Linked DNA regions of Mus musculus: region 1 is linked to region 2. A link is a contact called in public Hi-C data. All regions are on one chromosome and are shown on one strand. Each heading gives the region's core, a stretch centred on a gene start, on an enhancer-like site or on the middle of the called end of the contact. The rest is flanking DNA. Distances are from core to core; before and after follow the strand shown. Region 1 overlaps Ptn (pleiotrophin). Region 2 holds the start of Ptn (pleiotrophin).

Region 1 (6,777 bases), core at 3,803-6,302, 87 kb after region 2:
AACTCCAGCTGTGTCAAGTTGACACAAAACTAGCCAGTACTCTGCAGAAGTTGTAGACCATTCTGGTCAGCCTGAGGAGCCCCATCAGCCCTGAGGGGAAGCGCCATGGTTGAATCGGCTGGCCCCTCAGGGGTGGCTCCCTGCCAGCTCCTTGTTCCTGCTGAGGGACCTCCTCCCCCAGTCGCTGAGGCCAGGGCCGGGAGTGGGGCCAAGGGAGCTGGGGGTTGGGGAACGTGAAGGTAGGGTGGAGGCTGGGAATTGGGCCACTCAGGGGGTTCCTCTATCTCTGGGTAGATCTTAGGGGTGAGTGCCTGTGGAGTGTGGCACTTGCTGTCTTCTTTAGGCTGTGACTTCTGCGTCCCGTTCACAGCATTCTCTCAGACAGCCAGGATCCTAGTGTCAGGGCATAAGGGTGGGAGAAACGGCCGAACCCACAGAGGCAGATACTGTGCCAAATCCTCCCACACCGTGATGTATGGTTGCTGGTCCGGGTGCGATCCTGGTCCTTCCTGAAAGACAACGGCCTTTATGGCCCTAATGGTGGGAAGGTCAAACGTCCCCTTGGGTGGCCAGCCTACCCCAAAGGCGGGCCATTCCGAGGAACAGAAAGTCAACCAAGGTTTCTTTTTAACTATCACTGACAGATTTTGTCCTCTTGCCCTAATGTCTGTCCAATGGTCCTTAGTCAAAGACAAAGGGGTGGACACAGTCTGTCCCATAACGAAAACCACAAACAGAAACAAAACAGCAACAGAGACAGAAGACACCAGTATATCCAAGCACACTTGTCTGTGCCTGGACTTGTACAACCAGCCAAATGCTACCTCTGATGGGGTGGGACTCTGCTTCCACTTCCTTTCTGGTAGAAAAAGCACCTTATCTTCCTCACTCTGCCAGATGACAGTCAGACCTTCCTGACTGTCCCTCACCCTGGGTACTTCCTCCAGGGTCACGCTTGGAACATCTTCCAGGGTTGCAGCCTGTGGAGCCTTAGGACGTCCCCATCCTGCAGCCAGTAGGTCCTTATGGTCCACAGTGGCAGCTGCCAGAATACAAGATACCAGAACTGGGAACCCAGGCAGGACTCAAACTCATCAGGTGGGACTCAAACACACAATCCCAGAACTGAAAATATTAAACCTAAATCAGAATCTTGCTTCAAGGGAGTCTGGGAAATATAGTTGGTTGTTCAGATTAGACCTGTAAATAGAAGATGATTTTGAAAGAGTCCTGGATTAGCATTTAGTGGGCTGATCTTTCAGAGTGGGCAGGAGTGGCACAATGTGTTAGAGTCTAGCATCCTTCTCTTGCAGTAGAGGAGGTGTTGTCACTTCATGGAGACAGCTATGCCTAGAGAGGTTTTGTGCAAGACAATGGATATATTTACAATAGAGTTAAGCCTCTTCCTTAAAACAATTATCGATTTTCTCTCTTGGTACTAATTGAGCTGTATTAACAGTGAAAAAAAAATGGAAATCAAAGTTCCCCCTTGCAAATGACTCTTTAGAAAGAACCACAGCAAAGAACTTGGGATTTTCTGAGTCTTGTTTCTCAAAGATCTCCTTAAATGACTTAGTCACTAACCAAAGAGTACACATGGAGGGTTCCATGGCTCCAGCTGCATATGTAGAAGAGGATGCCTTATCTGGAATCAATGGGATAGGTCCTTGGTCCTGTGAAGGCTCGATGCCCCAGCATAGGGGAACGAGGTGGGAATAGGTAGGTGAGCACCCTGATAGAAGCATGGGAAGGGTGATAGGATAGGGGGCTTGAAGAGGGGAAATCAGGAAGGGGAATAACATTTGAAATGTAAATAAATTAAGTAACCAATAATAAAAAAAAAAGAAAATGACCTGGACAAGCAAAGGTTCTAGGAGGGATGATGGTCCTACAGTTTGCCTCATTGTTGTGAGTGGTGCAGCCAGAAAACAGACATGATCCTTTAGCTAGATGAGGCTGGGACTTGCGCTTGTTTGGGAGACCCAGGAAGCTGTGGGTTTTCTGTAGGTTGAAAATGACATTGATTATTGTTCTAAACTATTCTCATTCTTTGAGTTATGCCATATGTGGCAATTTCTTCTCCTTGCTTTTTAAATTAGATGTATCAGTAGTATCTTGATGTTCATTTAGGGCTTGCTTAGTTGGCAAGGTGGTCGTTGGCTTTTGAGTTTGTCTGACATTATATACTTGTCCAAAATGTTCCCAGGATGCTCCATGGTGGAAGTATAAAGTTAGATGTCTATCCTGCAGGTGGTTGAGGAGATGAATGGAAATTGTTCTGCCAGCTCTGCTATGATCCACAATATGCTGCCAGGTTCTTTCTGAATTTCTCTACTCATGATAATACCTATTCCCCCTCCCACCCATCCCACCCCATCCCCTTCCTCAGCTTCCAGCTCTTTCTAAAAGTTTTCCATCACCTTGCTCTGTCTGGGCCAGCTGCCAACTTTCTCTTAGGTTTGATGATTCATCTTTACAGATCAAAAGAATAGCCACTGTCTAAAAGCCAGGCTCTGTTTTGCACAGTGTGCAGCTTTTGGCAGCTGACTATTGAATGGGGAAATGGGTCAGTAAAGTGATATTCCCAGCATCCTCCATGCTCTCTGCTCTAAATAGATTTCTTTAGTATATTCTTTTGAAGATGAAAGAAGTTCCTCAACATTTTTTCCCACTTAATTTATTTATTTATTTTTTGGAAGGGGATGCTGTCGTCATCCAGCAGGAAGATGAATAGCTTCCCTGAGCATACAGACTTCCCTAGGCTCTGGGAATTTTAACACTATAGAGAGTGCGTATAACATAGAGTTTCCATGCAGAACGACTCATGACCTGCCTCCACTACCTCTACTCTGACTGGAGAGCAAGATGAAGAGGACCACAGTCCTTCCACTTGGGCAGCAGAAGAGGCAGTATGGGGTATGGTAGGACTTGAGTTCTTCATGATCAGAGAGATGCCTCCTTTCTCAGTTCAGTTCTGGCTCAGATTGTCATTTTGTTGCTATTCTTCTTATTGAAATCTTTGACAGGACCTATGGCTTCATTTCCTACTTATAATATTATACCCAATTCAATGTCTGCTTCTGTTCCTTCATGTCAAAGTGATATGTTTTGTCCTTCAAATGCTGACAGTAAATACCACATAGCCTTGCTGTTAAGATGAAATGGTGAAATGTTGTACATATACATGAAATTCTCAAAATATAAGGGAAATATTATTTTAAAAGACAAAATGAAAATGCAGACTCTAGGTGATATGCTTGATAAATGTGCAGGATTTTTGAGATGATTTTCCTGCTTTCTGTTGATATAGGATTTTTGTTTGTTTGATTGTTTGTTTGTAAGCCATATGACTGTGTGGGTCATAGTGGCCTAGAACTCACTGTGTACTCAGTTTGGCCCTGAGTTCACAATCCTCTTGCCTTACTCTCCTTAATGGTAGTATTGCATGGTAGAGTACCACCATGACCAACTTTAAGATGGCTCAAAATCTCTTCTTTCAGAAGACTTGTGGTGACTGCAGAAGTAACTGTAGCCATGAGTTACTTACTCTTGCAGTTCATAGCTTAGTGAAGTGTGTATACATGATACCCCTGGAGAAGCATAAAGTCCTAAAGTGTATCCTGCAACATCCAGTTGCACAGATGGGGAAGCCAAAGCTTTAGAGATGTTAGGTACTTAGGACGGGATCCCATCTTCATAAGCAGAGCTGGGGACATACACACACATAGTAGTTTGAGTCTGGATCTCTTGTATTCCAAGTGGTCCTTCTCTATGTAGATTCCAACCAAGATTCCATGATTCCTATACAAAAGTGGTAATGCATTCCAGATACAACCTAAATCGTTACCAGCCTTCACAAGAACCTTCCTGCCTGGACTTTTTCTGATCTTTGCTCCACACATTGTCCATGTGCTCTGCACCAGTCAAGCCAATCTTCCAGGCTTCAGGAGATAAGTGAATGGGGCTTGTCCAGAATGAATGGATAAAAGAATGGAGGATATATATATATAGCTATACTGTCTTGGCCTGGCTCACATAGGCTGTTCATGCCCTGATTTCCAGTCTCTGCTGAGATACCACTGCTCAAAGCTCACCAGGAAGAAGGGTCTCTTGAGTGTTTAGATCTTGTCCTTACTCAAGAAATTTTGGTCCTATATTTGCAAAGGGAGACCTAAGGACAAGGAACTATAAATATGTGTGGTGTTTACTCTACTCGATGTCTGCTTTCATCTCCTTGGATAAATTCCACACTTGGGAGGCTCATTAGCCGTGCACACAGAGCACTATATAATAATTAGTATTAAGGATGACAGCAAAATAGAACAATGTTCATAGTAAAAACTTATTGTGCTGAGGATCCTGGGGTTTTCCTCCCCAAAGGATTTTTATTTCTTCCTTCTAATTTCTGAATCAAGAATTAATTCTTGTGTTCTTTGTAGCTTATTGGCATTTCCCGAATATCATAAAAGCAGTTTAATTCATTGGATATTTGATATATGACAAGTGTTGTGCTAATTCATCAACATGGCTTGTCTCTCTTAATCCTCACAGCAGCTCAAAGATGTTTTACCATATTTTACAGTCTAGGAGTTACAATTTGTTTAAGTTTACTCTGTCAGTGAATGGCAAAGCTTGAAACAAACATTGAGATTTCCACACCAAGAACTCCCAGAAGAAGTTTTTAAAATATAAGATTTATAAAAATGAAATCAATAATCTGTTTTTCTTTTTGGTTTTTTTGTTTGTTTGTTTGTTTTGTTTTGTGATAATTCAAAACAGCCAGACACATCTATTTGGAGCCATTTATGATTGAGTCCTATTAAACAATTCCTGGCTTAAAGTTTCTCCTTGCATAGTAATTGCATTAAAACCAAATGATGACTTTCAGTTCTGTATTTATCCAACTAGGGGCCTACAGTGAGGCGCAGTAGATCATGCCATCCTGCCATACCAGTGGCCTCCCAGGCAGAACCAGGTTGTCTCTGCTCTGCTGTGGGATCTGTGCAGGCGCTGTTGCCTGTCCAGGATGTGAGGCACAGCTGTCCTGGTAACAAGTGCTGTCAGGAGGGACTCCTCCATACTCCCAGCTGGCCCACTCAGCTCTGCACTGATGCAAAGCTGGCGGGAGCCTGTGGGGAAATCAAAGCAGACTGGCTGGTGTTCAGCACACAGAGGCAGCAAAAGGAAAGAGAATAAACAAAGGCTTTTTCTAGAAGAGTAAGCATTATTCATGGAAAAGCTCACCAGAAATCCAAAGGCTGGGAGCAGGTGAAAGTGTTCCTGTGGTGTCCTGCTTAGACATACAGAACACATATTAAAGTGTTCATAATATTCACTCTGTAAGACAATCTAAACCTATTTTCATTCTGGAAAGAAAAATAGAAGCTCCTATTTTTCAGTCTTTCATCTAGACACACAAGAATAATAAATTCAGCGGCTGTGAAGGGTGCTGTCAAGAGAATGTGAAAGATTCAGGGAGGGTGATTAAGGTCTAGTGTTTGTTGTGCTACAGATGGTTACTTGAGTCTCGTCTGCTTGGAACAAGGAGTGCCAGCATGGAGATGGCTATACAAGACTAATGTCATGTGTTTGTGTGAATATTAGTGAACACAAAATTCTGACATTTTCTAGTGTGAATATTGAGAGTTAAATACAAAGTAATAGATTTGACTGTGGTGTTTTCATACACACGTGGCACTGTGATTTGCGTATCTCACTTGCTATCTCCATTGTCACCTTTCCTATCTCTTTCTTGTCACATCCCACCCTCAAATAGTCTCTCTTGCTTTCATGTCATAAATCATATGCCTACATACATAGATCTGGATTCTACACATGGCAGAAAACATTTAGTAGTTCCAATTCTCCCTTTCTGTATGCTTCTTTTGATTTTAATGTGCTTATGTGTACACATGCATATGTATATGTGTGCATGTAATAGATGGGGGGTTGTGGTTAGGTGTCTTTTTCATTAGCTTCTCTACCTTGCCTAGACAGGATCTCTCACTGAATCAGGATCACCAGTTAGGCTAGGCTGGTTTGTTAGTGAGCCTCTATGCTTTGCCTGTGTTTCCAACATAACCTATGCTGGGACTACAGACACACACTGCAGAGCCCAGCCGTACAAAGCTCACCCAAGCTCATGTGTTTGTACTCTTGCAACGAGCACTTTGCCTGTTGATCCATCTTTTCAGCACCAGACTCTGTTGTTCACAATACCAATTAGATATGTTTACAATAAAATTTCTTCTGAAATAAGCAAGAAGCATATATTTTCACTCTATAGCAGATCTTAAGGCTATACATACATTAACTGGCCTGACACTAATTCAGTGGTATTTTAGTTTCCTAGTGGTACTATAAGAAAACATTCCAAACTCAGTACCTTAATAAACATGCATGCATTTACTTCATGTTTCTTGAGGCTAGACTGAAAAAATCAAGGTCTTCATAGACTGCTGTCTTCTGACACCTCTACAATTGGCTTGTAGATGGATGCTATTCTCCTATGTTCTCATTGTGCTTTTATTGTCTCTTCTATCAATGCTAGTCACCAGAGTCAGGTTACATTTTAATTTAATTAATCTTTCAAAGCCTCTGTTTCCAGATATATTGATAACAAGAGATACAATGATTGGGATTTAAGCATAGATTTAGTGTAACACATTTAGCCTTCATTTCATCGAGGTCTATAACTTTTTAAAAAAATAATTTATATTTACTCTTCACTGATATATTATATCCTGACCAGAGTTTCCCCTCCTTATCTGCTCCAAG
Region 2 (5,819 bases), core at 592-3,091:
TGTGAGTCCTAGGGATTCAAACTCCAGCCCTATACTTACATAGAAAGCACTGTATTCACTGAGCCATAGAGAGGTGTCTATAGGATGTTTAAGTAGCATTCTATTCACCAGAGGACTGACGGGATATGTCCTATCTTCCCTCAAGTGGTGATAACTGAAAACGACTCCAGACATTACCAACTGTCTCCTAGAGGATAAAACTGCTCTCACTTGAGAACCACAGATGTAATTAATTTTTACATATACCTTTTTAATCAAAATGTTATATGTTGAAGCAGCAAATGAGATAGAACTGACATCATGAGACTCTCATGCTTGCTTTACCAACACCAGAAACAAGCACCATAATTAATCTGGCATGGTCTACTGAACTGACAGTAGGAATATGCTAAAGATGAAGATAAAATTAAGGGGCAAAAAGGAAAGTCTTTCTGTCATCTTCTTAGCTCACTGTGGAACTGTAGGAAATGGTGAACTTTTCTCACAGTAAAGAAAGCTTATGAGTAGTTCATGATGTACACAGGTGACACCAGATGAACACTCACATGGACTGTTTCATGGCAAAGATGAACTTTCAAACAGGGATGTGCATAGCCTGGGAGTTGGTCTTGAGGAAGGCATGTGCAATTTGTGTGTGGAAAGGTGGTTTAGCAGAAGAGACTGTAAAGAATACAGATCAGGTGTAAATGTGAATTTCTGTCCATTTTTTCGTTGGAGGGCGGGGTGGGGGGAGGGGCAGAAACGAAGATTAGTGGACTAAAAGCTCTACTCCTGCAGGGTCACCTTTGTCCCTCGATTACTCTTGGACATTGGTACAGGTAACAGCCAATAGAAGACTCCTAGTCCTTAAAACCACTTGCCATAACCAATGGCTGTAATTTTAGGAAAGGAGTGGTCTTAAGATGTGAGGGCTTAAAACACCCTACGGAATCCATAGGATCTGTAAGTTGAGTTGAAGAGATGTATCTTTGGTGAGAAATTGGAGCCAGTTTTATAATTTGACCGTGTTTGGGCAAATTGGGGTTTTACTCCATCTTTTCTGGTCAGTTTCTATGTGTGACTCAAAACTGTCACTTTGCTCTCCTTGGTTAAAGGAGAGGAAGGTCTCAGGAAGCCAGGAAGCCCACTCTAATTCTTACAAACCCCAGAGCTTGAGCCACACTGATTACCCCCCTGTGTTCTTTGCCAAGAGCATGCCACAAAATATGTGACCCGAAGGCATCGAAGAAGCCAAGAATGGAAAAATTCCCTAAAGGAAAGTGACATTTAATTGGGAAATTTCAGAGATCTGTCACTCCTAGTGACAACCCAGAAAAAACTGCTTTGCAGCTTTGTGACTGGAGGTGAGCTGCAACTGTCAGCTGAAGTTAGCAGGGACTCCCTGCAGGGAGGCCTTTAGGGGCGGAGAGCAAGGGACAGCTGCCTTTGCACATGGCTCCCCCAATCTCGAATAGAATATCGTGTGTGTGTGTGTGTGTGTGTGTGTGTGTGTGTGTGTGTGTGTGTGTGTGTGTGTGTTTAAAGCTGTACCAAAACTGTAGTTTAAAATGCTGTCAATTTTCCAATTAAGATATCCAGCTTGATAAGCCGAGCTATGGACCCATGGGAGGGGGAGAAAAACATGGTTCTTGGGAGTTTGTACAAAAAATATGGTGCTGGGTGGGTGCTAAGAACAAACGGTCTTATAACCCATGGTCTTTCTACACAGATCCGTTTGGGGAAAGACTGCCCCCAGAGTAGCCTGCTTTTCATAAGCTTCCCAATCAGATTTCGGGGGCAAAGCACTCCCCTCCTCCCTCGCACAGCCTGCTTCTTCTCTCTGCCCTCTCTCGTCCCTCCCATTCTCTATTTCCCTCCCCGGCAGGGTGTAGTTGAGTGAAGGCAGGATCAGGTTCCCCGCCTACCCGTCCAAATATCCCGCCAAGGAAGCCCCAGAGCACAAGAAAACCCAAAGTGGAGAGAGGGGAAGAAAGAAAGCACTGAGTCATCCATCCAGAAGGGGGGAGAGCAGAGCGCAGCCGCCCAGGCAGGAGCATCAGCCAGCGATACCTGGAGTCTGCAGAAACCTCGCCCGCACTTTGCAACAAAGGCAGCCAGCTAGTCAGCGAGGACCTCTGCAAGCCAAAGTAAGTGCAAGATACCCTGTGGTTTTCTCCAAAGGGTCTCTGGTGCAGTGTGCCTACCCCCCAAAGCCACTTTTCTGGTAGCCTGCAGTACGTGGAGGGGGTTGGAGCAGGAGAGAGGCTGCCTGGAGTCCGCTAAATAGGACTGCTTTTAAAAACGGACTTGCTCCAGAAGGCAAAACAGCCGAAAGGAAATTTTGGGGGGAATGAGCTAAGTAACCTAGCATGTGCTTGGATGGGAAGAAGGAAAGCAGCTTTTGGGCTGTGGAGAGTGCATGGGGACCGAATTCCTGCTACCTGCCAGAGCATGCAAAGCGCGGGAGAGGGCACATTTGTGCTCTTTGTAAAACCTGGAGCTTTGGTGGGTGTGTCTGGCCCAGTAGGCATGAGAGAGAAGAAAGGGTGTATCAGTAGACAGGTCTCATTTCCTACCTCCACTTCTCAGGTTGCCCTAGAGCTTGCCAACTGCCAATTGCTGCCCGCTCTAGGTGTGGTACATGCCTGGCAGCCTGCCCCTCCTGTGTCTGCTGATGGAGAAACATCTCCGCCAGAGCAGCCTGCACTCCCTAGCCTGCCCACGAGCCCAGAAACGCTTCTAGAAACAGTTCAGTCCAAAGTTTCAAAGGCACACTTTGGAGTCTACCTTTGCTTGGTTGGGATGCCAACTGGCATAGAAGCACTTACGTTTTCAGTTGTATCCAAATAAGCCAGGGTTGTGGTAAAGACGAGTTTGGCAGACACCCGGAATTTCTGAGGTGATATTCCAGTTGTTTCCATAATATATTTTGAGAAGAAAAGTCACTTCTTTTGTGCATAAAACATAACCTTTCCTCTCTTCTAAAATATGTGTGTGTGCATGCGCACACACACATGCACACACACACGCACACACACACACACACACACACACTTCTATGGGATCTGATGTGGCATATAAATACAAGAGCACACATGTAACTCACATACAGATTGCTAACTAGTTCTTGTCTCCTTAGTAATAAGGACTTTGGAGCTGTAGGAGCAGAGCGAGACTTCAGAAGTAGAGTGGGTGCCTCACAGAAGGAATGCACACTTCAGGGGAGAACAAAGTAACAGAGTTCTAGTGGGTCAGCATCTTTCCTCTTGAAACTACCAGGCATAGTTTAAAAAGTGTGTGTGTGTGTGTGTGTGTGTGTGTGTGTGTGTGTGTGTGTGTGTGTGGTGTGTGTGTGTTGGAAGGAAGGGCCTGGGAGGCACTTCAGGAACTACCAAAGAAAAGCTTTTGAACTAACAACATAATGGAGCAATTTCACGATCCCAGGCAAACGTGGAGCTGATGAAACGGTCCAGCCCATTTGGGCCCTTTGATCATCTGGGAATGAATTGTTCTGTGAGAATATTAAAAGGTAATGAGAGCGAAACAAAAGAGAAGTCAGCCAACACAGCACAGAAGGCTGGTGTTTGCCAGACTCATTATGTCCCTTTTAAAGTAAATTATGTGCCTTCAAGGCCAAGTCATTAGAAACACTTATAGTCCAGTTAAATTCAAGGGAAACTCAGGTGCCCTCCCACTCCTCTTTGGGCCCTGTGTAATTTCAGACCACCAATAGTGGTTGTTTCTTATCAAAATGAAATCATTTTATTTTAAAACCCCAATACCATGCTTTTGAACTGTAAGGAACTTTTAAAAATTCTCTCATCAGAATTAAAGTCTTTTGAAGAAGGTAATCTTTCTCCTGCTGCTCATAGACCCAGGTCTTCCTCACTGAGTGGACTGCTTGTATGTGCAATGCTTTTCCCACACCCCACACCAGCTGTGTGTAAACTGTAGCCCCTTTAGAGTGTGGATTCAAGTGTTTGTCTGAGGCACAAACACTTATATTCTCAGGGGTAGAGCTGTGGGCGAGACAGACCTACTGTTAACATGATGTTTTAGTCATCTGATCCCTAAATTATATCCCATAGGGGATGAGAATAGAATATATTTGACTGCATATTGTATTATATGTATTATATAATATTTAATTGTCTGTATTTCAGAACCCCTTTCTAGGACACTGGGGACCTGATCTTACCTGTTTAGTGAAAGTTTTATGGTTTTTTTTCTTTCTTTGTATCTTTCATTGTTTCCTTCCTTCCTTTTCCTTCCTTCCTTCCTTCCTTCCTTCCTTCCTTCCTTCCTTCCTTCCTTCCTTTCTCTCTCTCTCTCTCTCTCTCTCTCTTTCTTTCTTTCTTTCTTTTTTTATTTTATTATTATTGTTCAAGACAGAGTTTCTCTATGTAGTCTTGGCTGTACTGGAACTCACGATGTAGACCAGGCTGGTCTCCAACTCACAGAGATCTGCCTGCCTCTGCGTCTCCTGTGCCAGGAATAAAGGTCTGTGTCACCACCTCCAGTTGGTTTTCATGTTTCTTATTTAGTCTTTACAAACAGCAGTCTGAAGCAAGATCGGACTTTTTTTTTTTTTTAATTGGGTAATTTTTTTTCTTGCAATTCAATGATCTGGTTTGCAATTTCATAAAAACCTGGTCACTGAAAATAATACAAGGCCCCCAAATAGTTTGTTTTTATCAAACATTTTAAGTTTTAAGTTTTTATTTTCTCCTAGAGATATTTCTGATTTCTCATTTCAGTAGCAACCCCACGTGGCGTCCATGCTGTCATTCCTCCGTGTGATTCCCTGGAACACTCTGAGCTTGCCTGAGCTATATGAAATGCTGTGATGCTAGCAACAGGCTACAGTCAGAAGTAAGGTTACAAATGGCAGTTCCCCAGACACTTGTGTTCTAAATATGCCAGCATGGTGACGAGTCAAACGTCCTTGACTCTTGTACTGATGATAAGGCCCAACTGAGACTACTCGGGACAGTGGAACAGCAAGGGAGCTCCACACTGAGTGAGTGCTCCTTACTTACTCAGAAGGCTAGTTTATACTGGATTGTCCAACAGGGCAGAGCCATATACTGTTGCTGACCCATGCTTTGAAAGGAAAGCTGAGCTGGGTGGGAAGTGTTTTCTCCTCTGGATGCCAGTTTCATGAACAAATGGAAGTGCTTTAGTGTCCTGTGGTACAAGCCACACCTTCTCCCTGGGAGTGATGGGAAAGGAACATGTGGATATGGACTTCTTTGGGAACTGGTCCTGCTTTTTCTATCCATCAATTGGCTTGAGGAGAATTTGGATCTTGGCCTTTCTTTGGGAAGTCTTTCCATTCTTGGTGTTTATGACCTGTCCAAGATACCATTTGTTGTGATATTTTACTTGGCACTATAAGCCAGACTTGTAGATAGCAGTTTGCATGTTGCTATTACAATCTTTCTAGATCAATAACTATAAGACGCCTTTTATGATAATGTAAGGTATCTATGTTTAAAAGGGTAGCTGAGAACAAATACCATTGAGGGCTTGCAACTATGGTAACACTTGAAAATTTGATCAGGCAGCTCACCTTTACCATAATTCCCTGTGGCTTAAGGATAGGCAGGGATAACATAATCAATAGTTCATACCTGAGACATTTTGATCAATAAAGTTTATTTTTTCCTAGTGATGTTTGCATTTAGTAATTTTACTATACTGAATTTAGATAAAGTCCCATCTCAAATAGAAAAAGAAAATATAGAATTCCTAAGAGTAGAATTCTTAGACTCTTAAGTCCACGAATATAATAATAACAACAACAAAAATTGGCTGCTTGGTATTAATCTTGAACAACG

Evidence for each region. Hi-C and Micro-C count contacts between places; a contact is called where the count stands out from the background.
Region 1: a contact with region 2 is called in a Hi-C map of olfactory sensory neurons, with 1.8 times the contacts expected there. The contact joins the enhancer-like site here to the promoter of Ptn in region 2. A contact is called at or near these places in 8 of 484 Hi-C or Micro-C datasets (the G1E-ER4 cell line, the HL-1 cell line, cerebral cortex and 4 more).

Annotation. Positions count from the first base shown.
Region 1 is chr6:36,721,681-36,728,457 of GRCm38.p6, reverse strand. The region is part of intron 4 of Ptn (pleiotrophin); the gene reads left to right. Among named protein-coding and RNA genes, the nearest start is that of Ptn, 85 kb to the left of the region's middle. Within about 2 kb of position 5,052, at least 62 of the 459 cell types and tissues checked have an H3K27ac peak or open chromatin away from gene starts, as enhancers often do. A contact at or near this core is called in cerebral cortex, forebrain, neural progenitor cells and 2 more, where this site is marked.
Region 2 is chr6:36,806,201-36,812,019 of GRCm38.p6, reverse strand. It overlaps Ptn (pleiotrophin), which reads left to right and starts at 1,841. Exons shown (of 5, transcript NM_008973.3): 1 at 1,841-2,126.